2 separate regions of the Gossypium hirsutum genome follow, and region 2 is linked to region 1. Evidence: chromatin contacts called from public Hi-C data. All regions are on one chromosome and are shown on one strand. Each heading gives the region's core, a stretch centred on a gene start, on an enhancer-like site or on the middle of the called end of the contact. The rest is flanking DNA. Distances are from core to core; before and after follow the strand shown.

Region 1 (5,528 bases), core at 1,781-4,280:
AGAAATTATGAGTCAAAACAAATGGGGCCAAAGGTTCATTGGCGAAACTCCACGAGGTTTCATCGAGTTTAGAACCTCTGACTTCTTGTAGAAAATTTCAACTTGATGGTTGTTATTTGATAACTCTTGAAAAGAGTTATAATTCATGCCTTTAGATTAGGTCAATTGTCTGTACTTAAGTGAACTTAGTTGCATTTTAGGATATTATTTTAGCATTTTTAGAATGTTGCATAAGAAGCTTGGATGGTGCTTAAATATTATTATTTGTTACTTTAGTTGCTTGTGGTAGGGTTGTGTTTGGTGGTTTGACATGTGCAGGTTGAGGAATGGGAAATAAATGAGTGAAGTTTTGTCAGGGAAAAAGGTTGGACATTTTGTCAATACAAATGCCGTGACAATTATAAGAAGACCGAGTCAACAGTCAATGCATACCAGTTTCAGCCCAACTGCACTTGTACTAGAAAAATCTGCTTAAACAAGAGGAGAAAATAATCTTGGGTTGTTGAAAAAAGAATTTAAAAAGAGGAGAAGATAAACATGGGTTGTTGGATTTACACTAGGGAAAAAGCTATAAAAGGCCATAGGAGGAAACCCTAAACAATGAACAAAAAAAGAAGAGATCCTTAGGCAAAAATATAGGGTAGTGGCTGAGTAGAGACAGAAAGAGGAAGACGAAAGCAATCTCTCTCAACCACCGCATGACACTGTGTTGTTGGAGGGAGAATTGATCACTCGAAAGCTGTCTTCCCAAAGTCTTTCGTATTTCTTACTTTGTTCTTCCGTGAATTGAATGATGAAAATGGTGTTGATGTTATTTTCGTTTTGAATTTTATGTGCCAACCCATGAGCTAAATCTCATCAGGTTAGGATTACATGATGAAACTTTTATTTTCTTTAATGGTTGAAGCATAGATCCGAATCAATTTACTGTTTCATTCAATTGTTTTATTTCTAAATTGTATGTGTGCAATCCCTAGACATAGACGACTGTTTGATATGTCCATAAGCTAATTTAATTCTGAAAAGGTTGGATTAATTGGATTGATATTGAATGATATGAGAAAGTACTCGACAGATACTTGTAGTAGACTATAGACATAAAGCAATGTTCAAACAGAAGGAGAACAATTCAGGGTACCATATTAAGGGTTATAGACATGGGCAAGGTAACTTGAGGTTTATGCTCTCAAAAGAAGCAAACCATTTTAGAACTCTTTTGAGCAATAAATCGCAGTATGATTTTGCTAAGGCATTATTGACAGTAAGAGTAGATTCTTAGTAATCCCGACCTTCCAAATCAATATCGTATATCCTTTATTCTTTGTCATAGTATCTTTGTCACATCATTATTAGTTATTTACTCGATCGTTTACATAATATTCCCATAGTAATTCTCATAATTTCCATTACATTTCTACTCTTGTTTTGCCATAACCTTCCTAAGTATTCATTAATTCCACATATTGCATAAATCATTATTCCTTTAATTGCCACTGCATACTTACTATAACTTTATCATAGCATTAATTGCAATATATTATAATAACTTGACCACTTTTATGCCTCAATTCGATCCTTGTGGGAACGATACTCACTCATCACTTTATTACTTGATTCGACGTGTATACTTGCACAAATCATATATCATTTCACATGTGACACTATCTGCTTCACAACTGAAGCTACATTGCTACAGGTCCCCTAATTTGGATGATTAACAGGTTGAACTTCTTCTATGTCTTCAGCACCACTATTGTCCTTCTGGTTCCTACAAACAATTGACTGAGTTGAACCTTCCAGATGGAGAGGATGAGGCAAATTGGTATCCTTGGAAACATCTTTGGACACTCGTAGTTCTGCAATTAGTTGCTCGTTATGAGCATTCTTCAAATTTAATAGGCATTGGCACTCTTGTTGCTCTTGAAACTGACGTTGTTGGGCCAGAAGCCATTCTTCTATGAGATGCATCTTCTCCTGCATCTCTTTGGCTTGGTGTTGAGGGCTAGAGGCTTGTTGTTGTTAGGACATCGATCGATATGGGTGGCAGTGGTAGTGGTTAAGAGGGAGGAGTCACTAGATGGGAGAGAATCTATTGCAAGAGTTAGTCCTTATGATCTTGAAGAGGGGTTCTAGAAAGAGGTTGGGTACCTAAGGCAATTGGTGGGATGGCAATGCCAGTGTCAACCAGGGGAACAAAGAGAGAAGCATTAATGGGGGCCATAATTGGGTAAAAAGCTTCAAGAGGGCTAAGATTTGATTAGTTTGTTGTTTGAGTGCTAGAAGGATGGTTTTGACTTGAAGGGAGCTCGTTGTTAATGAGGTTGCCACCGATTGCTTGAGCAGAGGAGTTGGTAGGGTTGCTGGACTTGGTGGGCTTTATGGGGTTGTGAGTAGCATCATTCTGAGACGTAGGCATCGTACGGTCCACACCCACTGCACCAATTGTTGATACAAGGTACAAAAAGGGAGGATAAAGAGATAAGGAGGAGTAAGTGGTGGTTCTGTAGAGGTCGGTTCACCAAAAAAGGCAAAGAGCCGGAAAGGAATAAGAGGAAAAGCTGATTGTTTGGAAAGAGAGAGAATATTTGGGCAAAGTAACTTTAGGGCTAGAAAAATCAATCCCTTCTTTAACGTTAGAAAGGTATAAGAGAGGTTCTCTTGTCTACTAGTGTAACGTGGCAAGATAAATACTCAGTCCCACAAAATGCGTAAAGGATATTTATGATCGTGAATGGTATTCATGGTGGGGCCTATCCTATTCTTTATTCAATCAGTACAAGGTTATTATGATCAAGTGAACCCTTCATTGACTTGAGGTTGCTATATTCGTGGGTGCTTATCTCACCATTAGAGAGTGGGAGGGCTTGTCTAGCGGGTGATTCCGACAATGAAAAGACATCATTCCTATAGATAGGACGAGCGATCACCCAAGACATTGTCCTAAGTGAAGTCAAAAGAGATCAGCACCATCTATCATGTTGGCACGTGTATTGATGGCGAACTGACATAACAAACATCTAAAAGAGATATTGGAATCTTTCCTTCTATTCATTTAAGAATGTAGCAAAACAAGGAAAACATAAGAAAAACGAGTGAGCAACAAAGCATAAAAAACTTCGATGGTAAACGTAAAGCTTGTCGAAAGAGTGGTATTCCATGTAATTTCAATAAAAAGTTAAGTCTATCATCGAGAAACGCATATAAAAATATATAAAAGCAGAGACTGATTGATCTCATTACGTGCTGGTTAGTGTTTTCCATACAGAATTCCAATTCGGTGGCTTTCTATCAGTTTTGCTGTGAGAGCTCCCTCAATCCCCACAGTTTTCTCCTCTCAAACTCTAACTTTTAAAACTTCGGCAAAATCACCTTTGTTCTTTTTTCTTTTTGGTGTCAAGCATGGAAGATCGTAAGGAGGTGAGTTTTTTTTTTCTTTTTTGGGGGTTTTAGCCTCCGTTTTATATTGTTGAGAAAAAAGAAAGGAAATTGAGCTCAGGGTTGAAGCTAAACTACATGTTTATCTTACTGTGTATGTATATTCTTTACCTTAGTTCCATGAAAAAATCGATAATCGTAGAGTTGAAAAAAAAGATTATGGTATAAGTGCTTTATTTAGTCTAAATAAGCTTTTAGTCCCTATACTCTTCTAGTTTTTAAAATTTAATCCTTCAGCTTTGGTTGATTTTCTTACTGTGTCTAGAGATTTGTGCCTATTGGCTAATGCTATCCGGCAGTGTGATGAATTCTCTGCCACTGAAATTTTAATTCACAGCTTTTAAAATAAATATCCTTTTGACTTTTGAAACGCAATCAACACTTTTTTGTTAGAGCTGAAAACTTGGTTCAGACTTCAGACTTTCAGCATTGGGATTACTTTTTAATTGCAGCTTTTTTGAATCTCCATATCTGCTTTCTATGCCACCTTTTTCTTTTGAGCCAATGGTGAAAGAGAGGCTTTGAGCAGTTATGGTGTTTTTGTTAATAAAATTTCAGAACTGTTGAATAAAATGGAGCAGCAGATTGCGAATGTGGGAATTGGGATTTCATTGTTTTGAACTACCAACAAATTTGGTTTTCTTAAATACTAGTGATTGTGATCAAACAATGCTGAAGTTAAAAGCATGGAGGTAGAGTTAATTAAGGTATTGATTTGGTTGTGAAACTTGAAATAGAAAAATGGAGCATGGCTATCAGTGCCACAATTTGGGGACTGGCAGCAGAAAGGGCAAGGGCAGCTGCCAGATTACTCACTTGACTTCTCAAAGATTAGGGAAATGAGGATGCAAAACAAGAGGGAAGTTTCAAGAGCCAGTCTTGGGAATGAAGAAGAGTTTATTAACCCAACCGCCACCACTGTTACCACTGCCCCTACTACAGATGATCACCACCATTACCCTCCCACTCATCACTCTCCAACCGTAAGTATAGATTTCATTTTCAAAATAATAGATCAGATTAAAAATGTTTAAGTTGATGAGTTTTCATGTTATAAATTGAGTTAGGGTAAATTAGTCGCAGCTTAAAAATCGATATAATAATAAATTTAATTCTAATTTTATATATTATATTAAGTTAATTATAATTTTAAAAAATTAACTCTTTTCTCAATTTAATCTTAATTAAAAAATCGAAAAATATATAATATAAAATAAGAATTAATAAAAATTGGGCTGCTCTTTTGTGGGAGTAATAAAAGTCATTATCTTGAGGGGTTTCATGGATTTTCTTCTTTTGTGTTTTAATATGATTTTGGGGTTTCCAACGTTGATGGGTCTTAGATGGAATTTGGGTTTCAAATCAATTTCAGTTGGCTTCAATGGATTTTGGGTAGTTTTGCAATCTAGGGTTGATTTCACCGAAATCGATGGATCGTTTTGCAGGATCTTTTGTAGTTAATTTTGCTAAATAGGGAACAGATGTTTGGAAGTGTCATTCCAAATTTGAAAAAACTTCATTGCAGACTTAAAACTCTTCAATGAAGAAAAAACATGCTTTTTCCCCTTTTTGGTCCAGTAAGGAGGGCTATATTAAAGCACTAGACAAATGTAACTAAGAACCGAAGATGATGAAGATAATAACTTGTTACTCCCCGAAAGAGAAACCCAATTTTTTTTACTATTTATTTTATTATATATTTTTAAATAATATTTATACATTTTTATATGTTTATTTAATTTTTTTAAAATTAAGATAAAAATAAAATAATATGTAAATATTGGGAGTTAATTTTTCAAAACTATAATTAAACTGACATAATATGTAAAAGTTAAGGCTAAATTTATTATTATATTAATTTTTAAATTGCAACCTCACTCTCCTGTTAATAGTTTACTACATTTAACGAAATATGACTAAAAAACACAAACTTGATTAATTAAGTGACCAATTTAATAAAATTTATAGTTGAGTGATAAAAAAATAAATTCATAATTGAATGACCTGTAATGTAATTTACCCATTGAATTATTCGGATTTTCTAAAATTAATTTAGATTTTTTTTTCAAAGAAAAATGCATTCTTTACTTATT
Region 2 (5,792 bases), core at 259-2,758, 160 kb after region 1:
AAATAGAACTTAACGGGAGCTTAGCATAAATCAGATAACAACACACACGCTTTCTTTCTTTCTTTTCAAAGACAATAAAAAGTAAATAACAGAAAAATATAATGCAACCAATGGCATAAAAAACCCATTTCCCCTTAGGGAAAATGAAAATTGTCCATATAAAGGTGCAAAATACTAGGACCAAAGTAGTGAACTACTTACGCTCTGTGCAACCGAAGAGATAAACTTTCTTCCCATATAGCCTCCCCCCCTCTTCAAATGCCTCCTGACCTGAAACAGAACAGTAAAAACATGTTAGCTCTGAACCAAATTTGCACGATACTTGGGGAAAACAAAAGCAGCAAGCTAGCAACTAAAGATGAGACCAGAGAGAAAAAAAGAAAGAAGTTTTTCAACTGACTTCTAGATTTAAAAAGTTCCAGTTGAATTGGTAAACACTGTCCAATTGATCCCACTGCCACACAACAAAAGAAAAACGAAATGTAAGCAACAGAACTTGAATCCATCAAAATCAGACTAACCAAAACCAAAAAAATCAAGCATGACAAACTCAAAATTCCAACCTCTGTTCCAACAGGAAATGCAGCTTTCCATAAATCCTCCTACACAATGCAAATGGACAATTTTCATCGAAATGGATCCAAAACATCAACGATAAAGCACGACTTTCCTCACTAATCATCTCAAAAAACAATTATTTAAGCTAAAAATTTGTATCCATTTCAACTCTAATCTTCACATAAGAAGGCAATCGCAACACAACTTAAATTTGTAACTTCGATGTTATCCAAAACTAACAGTTCAGAATTCAAATTTGAAAAGTCAACAGATAACCTAAGTCTCTTAACCTAGTAATTGTTCAGATATTATATAAACGAAAACAGTGAACTCATAAAAGAAACAACCCTAAAGGCAATCCTATTTAGAAAAAATTAGAATCGTAAACAAACAAATTCAAAACCTGGACTCAAATGAAAGAAAATTTTATACCAAGTTACGCTTATCTTCAAAGTACTCAAGCTGGGGTTGAGGCTTGGAGGTCTTAGCACGCTTAGCTTGGGAAGCAAGTTTATGGTTCTCCTTCTGATTCTCTTGCGAAGAAGACGAAGCTTTTACTTCGGTCTCTTGTTTCTGAGAGGTGGATTTTCTCTTACCGCCCTTCCTCATTTGATTAATGTCCAAATACAACAACAAAAAACAACAAAGGCAATGGCAATGGCAAAGCAGATTCGTGTAAGTGTTTAATATATGGAGAAGAACAAGGCGCCTTCTGGATTATTGTTTTTTGGTTTCTTTTTTCTTTGTTTCTTTTTCTTTTTTGAGCGTTAATCCAACGCGGTATTGATCTACCAAAATTTGAGGGGTCTTTTTTGTCCTTCTTTTGGGATGGGGAAAGGCGGAGCGGAGGTAATTAAAATTGAAGGGGTTGATTGAATTTGTTTTCAAAAGGATTTGATCAAGGGCCGGGCAAGACGGGAATACAAATTCTAGTTCTAGTGTATAGATTTTGGCTAAAAATACTGTGAGTCAGCAATTTATCCTGGTAAATTAAACTGCCTTCAGTGATAACCATTTGAACCGCCAACCGGGGAATAACCCTTTTAAACCGGATGAAATCGACTTAACTGATTTTGTGTTTAGGTTTAAATTATTCCGGTTCAAACCTTTAAAAAATCCATTTTATCTTAATAGTTGGAACCGGTCCAATGACTATTCCTAGCCCAAAAAACAGATCCAAGCGAATAAAAAAAGGCAAAATGCCTTTGTCCCTTCACCATCTGCTTCATCTCTATGCTTTGGCCGGCCACCATCTCAAGCTGCACCACCGCCGACAAAGTTTCGTTTACTTTATTTTGAACTTTTGAAAATGGTTTGAAAGGTAGAACTATAAACAAGAAAGGTTAAAAGGAAATGAAAAGGATATGAAAATGAAAGGTTAACTGAAAAGCTTATGAAAATTTGAAAGCAAAAAGAGATAAAAGAAACAAGAGAAGATGAACAACTAAGACTGAAGCCATGAAGTGAAGAGGTCACAAAATCTGGAAAAGTAAGTCATAAAACTTGAAAATTGAAATGTTAAAATAATAAAACTTAAAAGCTACATCTTTTTTCAATAAATAATAATATAAAATATGTATAGTAAGTATTGTATTTATGGTTTCTGAAATTACGTGAGTGTAAGAGAATAATATGTTACCAACCAAATAACCGAAGCACGAGAGAGAAGAGAGAAAAAAAAGAAGAAGCAGAGAGGAGAGCACGAGAGAATTGCAGAGAAGGAGAAAACAGTTCAAAACTTTTCATAACCGTAGCCCTTTACATTCTTATTACGGACAGAATCTTTTGCCAAAGCTCCATCAGGACTGATTAAGGGTAAGGTAGCCTGGACAGTGTGACTGCCTATATGTTTCTTCAATTGGGACACATGGAAAGTTGAATGAATGCGTGATCCTGGTGGTAACTGAAGTCTGTAGGCCACTGATCCAGCCTTGGCCAACACCGGGAAAGGCCTAAAAAATCGGTGAGCCAACTTCTGATTGAGGACCTTTCGAACTGAGGTATGTCTGTAGGGTTGCAGCCTAAGAAACACCAAGTCTCCCACTTGGAACTCACGGTCACTGCGATGTCTATTAGCCATTTGCTTCACCCTGTCCTGAGCACGCTTGAGGTGGTATTTGTTAAGAGTAATACTGCTGTTAGTTTGTAACTGCTTGTAACTGCAAAAGCAGTTAGTTTGTTAAGCTGATAATAGTTAATCAGCAGTTATTTGGTTACGTCAATTTTTGCCTTCATCTGTGTATAAAAGCATGCAAACGTCTGCATGTTTACGATATGAAAAATATTATTCTTCTCAGCTTCTTGTTTCTTTGCTCTTGTTATAGTTTAACATGGTATCAGCTTTAGGTCCGATCCTGGTTCCGTTTGGTTAAGTTTGTTCGCTGTGCAGTTTTTTTTTTCTCTCTTGTTGCAATGGCATGTAGTGCACCTGATGGAGTCGTTGACAATAGGTTATTCTCTACAAAGAAGATTAGTGTTCTTCTTAATGATGATACATATCTGTTGTAGCGGCAACAGGTTCTGTTGGCACTAAAAGCGCATAAACTTCAAGGGTTCTTGGATACGTAGCAAGCTCCTCCCATCCAGTTTGTCCCTGATGATGATGGTGGTCTTCGTGTAAACCCGGAGTTTGAGCGCTTCGAACAGCAAGACAGTGCGCTTGCGTCGTGGCTACTTTCTTCAATCAGTCAAACTGTCCTACCTCATCTCATTGGTATGGACACCAGTGCTAAAATCTGGAATGCCATTGTCACTTTATATGGCAGTAAAACCACATCCAAACTGATGTTTTATCGCAGATCCTTGCACTCTCAACGCAAGGGTGATGCGAGTATGAAGGATTTCTTGATGAAAGTTAAAAGCTGCTGTGATAATCTAGCCAGCTGCGGTGAAGTCATTAGTGAACATGAGCATGTCACAGCAATTCTCAATGGGCTGCCTTCTGAATATGAATCTGTGATTTCTATTGTTACAACTAGTCAAGTTCCCTACACAGTTCAAGGAGTCACCTCCATGCTCCTTGATACTGAAACACGTCAGCAGGTTATCAATTGTGACATTTCTAGCTCGGCAAATGTGGTCTCTCATCAAAGTTCAGAGACTTCTGCTGATAATAACTCGATGCCTGCTTATAGACCAGCGTCTGCTTCTCGGGGGCGTGGGAGGGGGTGCTTCTCTAATTCAAGAATTCAATGTCAGTTATGTGGCAAAGCAGGACATCTTGTTGATCGTTGCTACTATCGCTTTGACTCCTCCTACAAAAGTAATAACTATCGACCTCCCCCACAAGCAAATTGTTGTATAATCAGTCCTGGTTCTTCTATGGTGCCATGGTCATCGCCCGTCTAGCAAAATGCACAGTGGTGTCCACCAGGTTGGTGCTTTCCCACTCCTCCTACTTCTATTTGGCCTAATTCGTTTGTTGGAAGTACAGCTCCATAGGTCAACATGTCCACATCTGGTATAACTCAACCTCAAGCCTGTGTGGCAACACCTAAAACTGTGGCAGATAATTCTTGGTACCCTGACTCAGGTGCCACCCATCACCTTACAAATTCAGCTACCTCACTTACTGACAGTGAATCATACAAAGGTCCAGGTAAGGTGTTTGTTGGGAATGGTTCTGCTCTTCCTGTTCTATCCACTGGGCAGTCATCACTTCTCACTCGATCTAGACCATTGTATATAAGATCATTATTGTTTGTACCTGGTATCACTAAAAATCTGCTGTCTGTCTCCAAGTTTGCAAAAGATAACAGAGTAATGTTTGAGTTCTTTCCTCCTCAGTGCCAAGTACGTGATTTGCAAACTAGGGAGGTTCTTCTGAAGGGTTCTGTGCATCATGGTTTGTATCGGCTTCAAGTTCCCAAGCCTAGTGCAGGTGGACTGATGTCTAAGCAGGCTCAATGTTTTTCAGCTAGCAAAATGCTTCCTCTTAATGTTTGGCATTCTAGGCTAGGCCACCCATGTCGAGCTATTCTTACGAAGGCTCTTCTACGATGTAATATTTCGTTTGCTGATAATAATAAAGCAATTGAGTGTGTTGCTTGTCATTTGGGTAAAGAGCATAAGCTTTCTTTTTCTAAGTCCACCACTACATATAGTTCACCTCTTCAGTTGATTGTTGCTGATGTTTGGGGGCCAGCTCCAATGGTGTCCAATGGTTATCGTTACTACATTGCCTTTACTGGTGCATACTCTCGCTATACTTGGCTCTATTTCTTGAAGAAAAAGTCAGAAGTGGTTACTGTGTTCCCACAGTTTCATCGTCAAGCTGAAAGGGTACTTGGCACTAAACTGCAAATGCTACAGACAGATGGGGGAGGGGAGTTTCAGGCATTAAAAAGTTATTTGACACAGCAAGGAATTGTTCAACATCTCTCGTGTCCATATACATCTGCTCAGAACGGTCTTGTTGAGCGCAAACACAGACAAGTTGTTGAAACAGGCCTGTCCATGCTTGCTCATGCCGTTATGCCTTTACGGTTCTGGAATGAAGCTTTTTGCAGTGCTGTTTTTCTCATCAACAGGTTACCCTCTCAACCTTTAGGAGATATATCACCCTATGAGAAGCTATTTAAAACAAAACCAGAATATTCTTTTCTTCGCACCTTTGGTTGTTTGTGTTTTCCCAACCTACGACCGTTTAATAAAACAAAGCTTCAGTTTAGATCTTCACCATGTGTGTTTGATACGGGGTTGCGCGCGGACCAAGATCGAGTTGCCAAGTCACGAGAAACTCCTACGAAAACCCTAAACAATTAGATCTGAAACGAAACAGAAAATTAAAATTTTAGATTTTTGAATTTTCAGATCTGAAATAAAATCCCCAAATCAGCAAAGAATCAAATTGAGAATAGAAATAAGTGTTAGGGTTCTTGAAACCCTCAAGGAGATTGTGATTCTGCCCAATTGAACACCAAGATAGTTTTCCCCAAATTTCGACAATCTAATTTCACCCAAAAAGAGTATGGAAAAACCCTAGAAATTGGGGATTTTTGGGCTGATTCCTTAAGATAGAAAAAGGCTGAAAACACAATAAGAACAGAAAATAGATTAGATAATGATTCAGCACAAGTAGAAATAAAGAAAGAATTGACAGTAAGAAATTAAAAGATAAGTCCTAAGAAGCCTTGAAATCTCGAAAGATCTCACAACTCCCTTCAAACGGCTCTAATCTCCCCTCCAAAGAATATCAATGGCAAGAAGAAGGTTGAAGATGGCTCCCACAATCA

What was found. Hi-C and Micro-C count contacts between places; a contact is called where the count stands out from the background.
Region 2: a contact with region 1 is called in a Hi-C map of leaf, with 1.6 times the contacts expected there. The contact joins the promoter of LOC107945515 here to the promoter of LOC107945513 in region 1. A contact is called at or near these places in 12 of 34 Hi-C or Micro-C datasets (anther, callus, fibers and 3 more).

The regions. Positions count from the first base shown.
Region 1 is chrD12:34,584,075-34,589,602 of Gossypium_hirsutum_v2.1, forward strand. LOC107945513 reads left to right here and starts at 3,031. Exons shown (of 3, transcript XM_016879552.2): 1 at 3,031-3,417; 2 at 4,173-4,418. The coding sequence starts at 3,400.
Region 2 is chrD12:34,742,562-34,748,353 of Gossypium_hirsutum_v2.1, forward strand. It overlaps LOC107945515 (protein HEAT INTOLERANT 4), which reads right to left and starts at 1,509. Exons shown (of 16, transcript XR_005921527.1): 1 at 991-1,509; 2 at 564-602; 3 at 401-454; 4 at 202-265.